2 separate regions of the Mus musculus genome follow, and region 1 is linked to region 2. A link is a contact called in public HiChIP or PLAC-seq data. All regions are on one chromosome and are shown on one strand. The core of a region is the stretch at or near the end of the contact, and the rest is flanking DNA. Distances in the headings are between cores, read along the strand shown. Region 1 holds the start of Lmf2 (lipase maturation factor 2). Region 2 has its middle 20 kb from the start of Gm38643.

Region 1 (4,477 bases), core at 1,365-3,864, 450 kb after region 2:
AACAAGCAACTCCCAGGCCAGGGAGGCTGTCCCTAGCCACACAGTTGGCAGGGTTACCGTCTTCAGCCACTGGGAGAACTGATGGAAGGTGAAGGCTGCCAGGGAGGAGAGTGTGATCAGGGACTGAGCCAGCCCTTTCCCTTAGGTCCCCATGTTGGCACTTACTGGTTTTCGAGAGGATGATGTGCTGTTGCCAGTCAACCTCCAGGCCAAAGTAGTAGACAGTGCCGTAGGCCAGCAGCCCATAGACAGTCAGTTCCAGCAGTAAGGACAGCGCGGTCAGCAGGGCTTTAGGCCAGGCTATGGGTTGGACAGACAGTCACAGATTGGCTAAGGGTCTGCAGCCAAGGGACAGGGGCTCTTTGGCGGATGACATGGGTTTGGTTGTCGTGATGGGATGACTGACACTCACAGGTGGGCATCTTCTTGTGGCATCTGAGGCCAGGCTCAGCAGACAGGTGACGGTCATCCAGGAGGGCAGTGGTGAGCACCAGGGTTAGCAGGTTGAAGAAATTGTAGTTGCCAGTGATGATAATCAGGACTTGCAATAATGCCTGAGAGGAAGACATGCAGTCAGAGCTATGGAGAGGATGCTCTTGGGCTCCCGCAGACCTAAAGACGACACTTTCCCAAAGGCCACAGCCTCACGTGACAGTATACACCTAGACTGGCTAACACATCCTTCTGCCTGCGATGCTTCCCCCCACAGCACCCATCACCCGACCACTCCCGCCCCAGCAAGCCTCACCAGCCAGTGGTAAAGGCCACACTCTCTTCTACCTACCTGAGCGTAGAAGGCAGTAAGTCGTAGGCGGCGAATAGGAGCAAAGAACAGGGGTGGCACTGCGATCTCGATGAGGAAGGTGGCTACCACGCTGAGCTTGTGTAGCCAGACCGGCAGATGGTGAGCAAACCAGGCAGCGGGTGTGGGCAGGCACTGAGTCTCATAGTGGTAGGTCAGAGCTGCAGGAAGCGAGTGGAGGTCAGGGCTGGTTAAGAGCCTCTAGACCATCCCAGCTTCAGGCCCCGGGCCCTCACCAGTGAGTCCCCACCACGTAGGGCAGCGGCTGGTCAACTTGACCACACCAGAGGCGAACATGAGTCGAAACAGCAGCCAGCGCACGAGCCAGAATGGGAGGTCTTCATGGGGTAAGGCTCCTGCTAATCTACCCTGGAGAATCTTGTGTTTGGAAGGCCCCCTCAGCGGGGCTACCAGTATAGCTAGGAAGCCAGTCTCCAGCAGCAGGGAATCCCTATAGGGAGGGAAATATCCTAAATTTCCTATTTAGGTTGCTTAATAGGAACCTCCCAGGGTCCTCCCAGGAGAGGCAAACAACCCTGCCCAGTGGCCTCAGGCAGATTGGGCCCCCGGAATCACTCACCACTGGAAATAAAGGAACACTTGGCCCACCTGTAGGGAGAGAAGTGGTCAGGGAGCCACTGTGTGTCTGCTGCATCAGGTGAGGCAGAGAGAGAGGGTGGGTTAGATGAAGGCTGAAGTTTTAAGTGTCTCACTTGCCTGGTAGGCTGATCGGTATGCAACCCAGAGCAGCAGGTAGACGAAGGGGTGTCTCAGAGAGTTCAGGAGCAGGGCGCCCAGGGCTAGCACGGTGCCCAATAAGGTCAGTAAATCCAGACCTTGGGCAGTATCCAGCCCCAGTCTTGGTGCCTCCCACAGCAGCGTTGGTGTTTCCCACAGCTGCTGCCACAGGCCCTTGCCTTGGGGCCGCAGTGTTCTTCGAGCAGGAAGGATGCCCTCTGGGCCATAGAGGCCTGTGGGAGGGTATGTCAGGGCCAAGTCTTAGACATCTTCCCAGTCTAACATGCACATGAACTTAGGCCCCGGAGATGCTCCACCACCAGCTCCTGGCATGCAGATGTCCCAAACCCCCAACTCCAGGTTGTGCTTGCAGATGTTCCCATCCCAGGCAGGGCTTGCTCTGTCTACCAGATGGTCTCTCTCTCTCACGTTGGAAATTGTTGACCCCCAACACCAGGTTCAGAAGACCTGATTCTGGGTCAGCACCTTCTGTCAATTAGAGCGCATCCCTCTCTTACCTGCCCACAGAGTCCAGGTAGAAATCTGCCACCCACTCCCCTCGGGGTTTTTCCCTAAGCCTAGATGAGACTACTAATAGTTAAGGGAAATCGACCCTTGTGCTTCTTTTTCCTCCACTTTTGTTGCCCGCAAACTACCACCCCTTAATCCCGCGCAGAGAGAGGCCTGGACTTTACACCCGCCTCAGAGGGCAGTGAAGGAAGGGATGCTACCACGTCCACGTGTGACGATTCAACCCCTCCGCGCCCTCACCTGGGATCTGGGTGTAGAGGGACGCAAAGGCGAACAAGTAGACAGCGGCCACACCCTGTAGGAAAAGCTGCTGTGGGACCCGGGAGCTCGCCATGTCCGCTACGCGGTCTTGCCGAAGTAGTGCCCTCTAGTCTCCTAGCTGCCCCCAGCCCGGCCTCTGGCCCACGCCGCAGCCGGAATCCGTCAGTCCGGTCGGGTCACTGAGCTCCACCCAGTGCCAAAGAACTCACCGCTAACCACCTAGAAACTTAGTCTCCTCCGCTCCTCCAGGCCCCCCCCCTAGACACGGAGCCCCGCCCCCGGTGTAGGCCCCGCCCCCGTCGGGCCCGCTTCTTTACTTCTTCGAAACTGGGCCCGCCTGACGTCATACGTGTGCGCGCAGTGCCCTGGCTACGTACTTCCGGGGCGGGAGCACCAAAATGGCGCCAGAACCAGTAGCGGGTTGAGCCATGGTTCCGGGCTTCTAGTCCCGTTCTAGACATGGAGGATGTGGAGGTGCGCTTTGCTCACCTCTTGCAGCCCATCCGGGATCTCACTAAGAACTGGGAGGTGGACGTGGCGGCACAGCTGGGCGAGTATCTGGAGGAGGTGAGGGCGGCGGGGGAATGGCATCGGCCTGGGCGCTCAGGCTGCATTGCCACCCCCCGCCTCCGGGTCTGTAGCCGTCTGGTGTGTCATCCGCAGTCTTGTTTCTTTCCTCACCCCCCTTCAAAATCCAGCCTGCCTCTCGAAACTTTCAGCTAGATTCTCCCGGAGCTGTCCTTTTCAGGCCTCTGTCGGTTAGCGAGCTGTGAAGTCGATTTGGTTGGATGATAATCATTTTTCTCCAACAAGTACATTATTTCCGTTTTCTTTGGGGGAATACAATACATTAAGAAGCAAACTTTTTGTTTTCCCCTTTTGGGGGCGGATTTAACCTGGGGCTTTGGACAGGTTTGGCAGGCACTCTACCACCGAGCTTTTTTTTGGAACCTGTTTTTCTTCTTGAGCCAGGCGCCAAGGCAGGTCTTAAACCCGAAGTCTTCTGTCCCAGTCTCCCGATTATTTGCAACTACCAATCAACCCTACCATACCAGGACTCTTACAGTAATGGAGAGAGATCTGGTTCCCGAAGGAAAAGGGATTTTGTATCTTAGACCTCAAGCCCCGCCCACACGATCTTCCCGCAGTGCGACGCACCCATACCCCAGGCTCTTAATTTGAACCAGTTTTGTCCAGAAGGATCCGCCCCCTCCCCCATCCTGTTGGTGGCCCAGCCCCTCGCCGTAATCTAGCCTATCAGCATTCCATTCCTCCGTTTTGTTTTTTTTTAAGTTCAGGTCTATTCAGTCACTGTCTGCTCCGTTTCTGCACGTTCACACTTTGGCTCAACACAATCGGATCCCACTACTGAATAGTTACAGGTCTCAACTCGAACTGTAGTGGTCTTCGTATTTAAAAATAAAAGAGACGCTCGAAGTGCCCTGTTGGGGAGATTTCTCGGTCTGACAGCTTCCTTTTTGAAACAGTGCTCTTAGGATTTCTATTTGACTGCTTCTGTTTTCTTTCTTAAGTGTCGAGCTTCTTGGGGTGGAGTCTTCTTTCCCTTAAAAATAGAAAATCTTACTTGTGTGATTTTTTTTTTTTTTAAATACAAGTTTTCAACTCCATGTGGTGGGATACACCCATACCGATCTTCCTTGTGAGCTGTCCCAGATTTGTTTGTTCTAGCCACTCCCTTGGCATGTGCTGGGATGTTACTCGAGCTCTTGGATGTTATTTAAAGTGGAGCTTTTGGGTTGTGGTTCAAATTCTAGTCCTCTATTTTGGTAGTGTTTCACTGTTTAACTAAAGGTGAAAATTAAGAGATGTGATAAGGCCTCATGTCTCACACCAAGTTTACCAATGAATTGTGTCAGTTATATTGCAAGAATATACTTCCTTCCCCACTATATCTGGTCTAGGTGTATTAAACCTAGATATTTAAAACCTTCTCATCCAGGCTCTTAGATTGGACACCATCCAGTCTGAAGAATTAAAACTGGAGACAGGGATGGGGGCGCAGGGACCTGGAAAGCTGCCTCATCAATTCAGAGCACTGACTATTCTTTCAGAGGACCCAGGTTCAGTTCTAAGCACCCACAGGACAGATCGCAGCTGTCTGTAATCCCAGTTCCTGGGGATCCA
Region 2 (5,219 bases), core at 2,073-4,572:
TTGGAGGCTGGATTTCTAGCCTATTCTGCAACCAGGCTGCTACAATTTCTTCACTTTGGGGTCCCTTCTAATGATGACCAGTAGGAGGAGCTGCCAACAGAAGTGCACAGTCAAGCACATATATGCAGGGCTGGCTCTAGAGAGCTCTTTGGGTGGTTACCCATTTGAGAAGATTATACCCACTCCCATTCTGTTCCAGAGCACAGATTTTAAAGTGCCTTTGTCTGGCCTCCTTCCGGATGGGCTGGCTCCATTTGGACCTGACAGGTTAGTTGAGTGTCCCCACCTTAGATCTGGCAGTGGCCATGCTGTGGTTCCAGTAGCTCTGGCAGGCTGCACATGCTCCACAACCCGTTACGTCTTACCGACTCAAAGAAGACTGCTGTGTGGAGGGGCTATGGTTCATCATGTCATCTACGTCACTCAGGCAGAAGCTCACGGTGAAATAGGCTCTCTGCTGGGTCCAGTTGGTACTAACCCACCTTTCAGAAGGCCTGCCAACCCAGGGGTCACCACCCTATCAAGACTACCACTGGCCCAGACAGGACTGTCACCTCCCAGCAAAGCCTGGAACTCAGTAGAGGCCTCTGTTTTAAAAAGACACAGTGGCCCGTGGATGTAAACCTCCTGCTGAATTCCTTGCACAGAGGGAAGCCACTCTGCCCTGATGTTACCTCGATCTCTGTGGTACGCTGAGAGCACGGAGGTCAGGCACCTCTCAGGGTGACTGAGAGACGCTCCACTGTGGGTGCACTCTGGTTGCCGACCTGTGGCTTCTGTCTGGACCTCTGTGCTGAAACTGACCTGAGTTGCATCCAGCTCTGCTCACCGTAAGCAAGCATCCACACCAAGGCAGCTATTTTAGGCTTTGGGGGGGTTGGGCCACACGTGGACTCCGTTACACATTTTGTTTTGTTTTGTTTCCAATCCTTTAAAAACAAAAAACATCCTTAGTTCACAGACCACCCAGAAGCAGCCCTTGGGTATAGTTTGCTTGTCTGAACTGGTCAGTAGTTGATGTCTTCAAGGGCATTCCAGTTTCCCCAGCCTCCCATCCGGTTCCTAGCCTTGTTTGGTGCTGGGTTGGTTTCCTCAGGGTCTGGTGCCACCACACCCACCTTCTCCAGGTGAACTTGCACCCGGGCGCTCTGACTGATCGACATCGTCCTGGAGTGTGAAGCCTGGGCTCCTGCCCCAGACATCCAGCTCCACGGGCCTTTGTCCCTCTCACATTCAGCCCCTCACACGGAAGCTGCCAGTGGGTGACTGAAGGAGGAGGCTGATTTTGTAGCTGTGACTGCAGTGACCTCCAGAGTCTCAGAGATGTGGAGGGGATGGGTTCCTCTCCTTTTCCTGCAGAGGCGGTGCCAGTGTGGAAAAATGGTGGAAGTGGTAACGTCCACTGGTGGCTTCCAGGAGGGAGAGTCAGACAAGAGTAACCTGCACCTGAAACCCAGCGCAGTCTTCCCCAAGAGGACCAGAGGAGGTCCAGCTGGCCTGTGAGAAATGACCGTTTGGAAGCCACTGTCTTGGCGTGGGTCTTTGTGGAGCATTATCACCAAAGAAACCTGGCTAGTGAAATAGATGGAAGAGCAGACTTCCATTACAGAGGCATAACCCTACACACACAGCTACACACACAGCTACCAGCTTTACTGCAGCACGGAGAACTGTGTATATATGTGTGTGTGTGTATATATACATATACATATATATATATATATATATATACACACACATATTTGTGTGTATATGTGTGTATATATGTGTATATACACACACACATATATATACATACATATATATATATATATACACACACATACACACACATATATATACACACATATATATATGTGTATGTGTATGTGTGTGTGTGTGTGTGTGTGTGTGTGTGTGTGTGTGTGTCTGTGTGTGTGTGTGTATGGCACACATTACAGCCACGTCCCTGGCTTAGTTGAATTTGAATATCTCTATAGAAAAGGTAATGGATGTTTGCTCCCACGTATGACATTCTACACTCAGATACTGGAAGATAGGTGGAATACAGAGCTAAGCATGAACAGAGAAACAATATAATGTTTTAGAGGAGACAGAAGGATTTCACAACTTTGGATTATATGAACAATTCCCAAAGTGAAAAACTGCCAATTATAAGGAAAGCAGATATGGAAATGTATTGAAACGAATAATTTCTGTGCATTGAAACATTAAGGCAGGGAGATGGCTCTTTTGGTAAAGTGTCTGGTGAGGACCTGAGTTCAGATTCCCAAGAACAACGTCTTCACCCCTCAGTCTCCAAACTGGGTCAAAAGCCAGACATGGCAGCACGTGCCTACAACCTTAAAGTGGGGTTCAGAGTGGGTTAGAGAGAGAGACAGCTCTCTAGAGCTCCTTGGCCAGCAGTGAATCAATCAGTGAGATACTTGGTCTCAAAAAATAAGATAGTGCTAGAGGAAGACATCCAAGGTCAACCTATGGCCTCTACATCCATATAAGTTTATACATATGTGCATACACATACACATAGAAAACACACACACACACACACACACACACACATACACACACACAAATATATACTCTACACACAAAAGAAAGGGAGGGACCCAGAACATTAAAACAGCATAAGGCAAATCATAGGAGATGCATCTATCAAACAACTTGTGTCTAGAATATGTAAAGAACTCTTACGAATCAACAAGAAGAGGTTAGCAGAAAATGTGTCCAGACAAACAAGTACTTTACAGACAGGTGTGGTGGTCTATAGCTTTAATCCAGGCATTTGGGAGACAGAGGCAAGCAGATTTTAGGGAAGTCAAGGCTAGCTGGTCTACTTAGCAACATCCAGGTTAGCCAGAACTACAAAGTAAGACCCTCTCTCAAAGCAAAGCAAAGCAAAACAAAACAAAACAAAACAAAACAAAACAAAACAGAAAAACAAAAAGGTGGGAGTGAACTGGAGAGATAGCTCCAAGCTTTAAGAGCACTGGCTGCTCTTCTAGAGAGCCTATTCAATTCCCAGAAGCCACATGGTGGTTTACAGCTCAGTAATTCTAACCCTCTTTCTGCCTCTGCAGGGACCGTGGAGATATTCATGCAGGCAAAATACCCATACTCATAAAAATAAAATTAATAAAATTTCAAAAATTATACAAAAGGAGCACTTTCCCAAGGTACATTCAAATGAGCTACAGAATATTCAACTTCATTAGCATCAGAGACATGCAAATTGGAGCGACAAGGTGACTCTACCAGCACTTTGAATAGAAGAGCTAAATAGAGATTAAACCTCCCTTGTGAGGCACATGTGACCAAATGGGGCACACAAAGAGCGGTACCTGGCGATGAGCAAGGCCCATCAAGGCTATTCCTATTGCTAGAGAAGAGCGCACAGCAGTTCTAGTTGCAAACACCTGGACTAGAAACAGCTAACAGGGATACAAGCAAAACAGTTGTAGTTAAGACCAAACATACAGCTGCAGCCACCAAGGCAAATCCAGCCACATATCTAGACAACATCAAACCAAACTTGGTTTGTTTCTAGACTATTGTTAATTGCTTTAACATACACAAACACTAAATTATGTCATTCATGATGATAACTGTGTGGATGCAAAAGCTGTTTAAAAAAAATACAGTCTGGGGCCAGGAGAGAGGGCACGTGCCCTTAATCCCAGCACTCTGGAGGCAAAGTCAGGTGGATCTCTGTGAGTTCAAGGCCAGCCTGGTCTACATAGCCAGATCCAGGACAGCCAGGGTTACATAGAAAGAGTCTGTCTTCAAAAATAAATAAGAACAAAAAGAACTCAAGTGGAGAAGCATATAATGCTCATGAACAGAACAAACATCTCAGAAATGGATCGACCCATTTGGCATAATCTCAATTGGCATTTCAATATGGCTTCCTGGGAAACGTTGTAAGCCGGTATGGTGGTTATAAAGAAGAGAGCAAGAAAGAACCAAGACCTCTCCTTACCAGACATAATGCTGAGTCAATTCAGACAGCATAGCCCTAGGGCAGGAGCATACAAGGTGGAACAGACTGAAGGTGGGTCGTCACCCCAGAGGGGGACACAAGCACAAGAAGTGATCCTTACTACACACTGTATACAAAAATCACCTCCAGATGGACCAGGACACACTCTTCTTTTAAAATGGTGTATGTCATACCTATCTATGTATCTATCTATGTATCTATCTATGTATCTATCTATGTATCTATCTATGTATCTATGTATCTATCTATCTATCTATCTATCTATCTATCTATCTATCATCTATGTTTAGTTATCTATGCATCTGTGTGTCTCCGTGTGAGTATATGCATGTGAGTACAGGTGACTGTGAAGGCCAGGAGAGGGTGTCAGATCCCCTGGTGCTAGAGTTACAGATGGCCATGAGCCCCCCCCAGTGATATGGGTGCTAGGACCTGAACTTGAATCTTCTGCAAGGGCTGCAAGCGCTCTTAGTCCCTGAGCCAATCTCCGTAAGCCCCTTCAGAGGACGCTTATAGTTGCTACAAGAGAGAACTATTTTAAATTCTGGGACACACAAAAAAAGATTTTTTAAAAAATAATAATAGCATCAGTAGAAAAGGCCGTTGATGTGTCCTATAAAGTTGAACAACCTCCACGGTGATCGTGGAGCATAACCTTGATCCCAGCACTGGGGAGGCAGAGGCAGGTGAGTCTCTGAGTTCGAGGCCAGCCTGGTCTACAGAGTGAGTTCCAGGATAGCCAGGGCTACACAGAGAAACCCTGTCTCGAAAAAACACAACCCCCCCCCAAAAAAATTAACAACCTTTGTTTACCATCAGACATTGTTCAGGGGCCTTTAGGTAGCTCCATTGGTAGCTTGATTGTCTAGCGTTCAAAAGGCCTCTGTATCGAATAGGACAGGGTAGCAACAGGTTGTAATCCTAACACTCAGAAGAATCAGGAGGACAAACTGGGAGAAAACGTCCACAGTGTACACTATAAGTACGAACCACCCCATAGAAACACATGCAAAGCATCTCTGAACTGACATTGTACAGAAAAGGAAGAGGTGTGAGGTCAGCAAAGCTAAATCACAGCTGCACACTATCTTAAACCTGTGTGATAAGCAATAGATTGCTGGTAATTCAGTGAGTCCATAGCTTCCCTATACATTTTTTTTTGAGACAGGGTTTCACTGTGTAGCTTTAGCTGTCCTGGAACTTGCTATGCAGAACAGGC

Evidence for each region. HiChIP or PLAC-seq counts read pairs in DNA pulled down with a chosen protein or histone mark.
Region 1: an H3K27ac HiChIP or PLAC-seq map of embryonic stem cells shows a contact between it and region 2, with 5 read pairs. The contact joins the promoter of Lmf2 here to the enhancer-like site in region 2. A contact is called at or near these places in 1 of 15 datasets of contacts at CTCF or cohesin (the NIH/3T3 cell line), 1 of 484 Hi-C or Micro-C datasets (embryonic stem cells), 3 of 115 datasets of contacts at active chromatin or transcription factors (bone marrow-derived macrophages, embryonic stem cells and pancreatic cancer cells) and 1 of 9 other capture datasets (liver).

What each region holds. Positions count from the first base shown.
Region 1 is chr15:89,353,045-89,357,521 of GRCm38.p6, forward strand. Lmf2 (lipase maturation factor 2) reads right to left here and starts at 2,615. Exons shown (of 14, transcript NM_178919.4): 1 at 2,312-2,615; 2 at 1,520-1,773; 3 at 1,383-1,411; 4 at 1,039-1,253; 5 at 785-963; 6 at 413-554; 7 at 166-300; 8 at 1-95. The coding sequence starts at 2,405. Ncaph2 (non-SMC condensin II complex, subunit H2) reads left to right here and starts at 2,675. Exons shown (of 20, transcript NM_001115132.2): 1 at 2,675-2,899. The coding sequence starts at 2,792.
Region 2 is chr15:88,903,224-88,908,442 of GRCm38.p6, forward strand. It overlaps a transcript of Ttll8 not described here. Among named protein-coding and RNA genes, the nearest start is that of Gm38643, 20 kb to the left of the region's middle. Within about 2 kb of position 3,323, at least 2 of the 459 cell types and tissues checked have an H3K27ac peak or open chromatin away from gene starts, as enhancers often do. A contact at or near this core is called in embryonic stem cells, where this site is marked.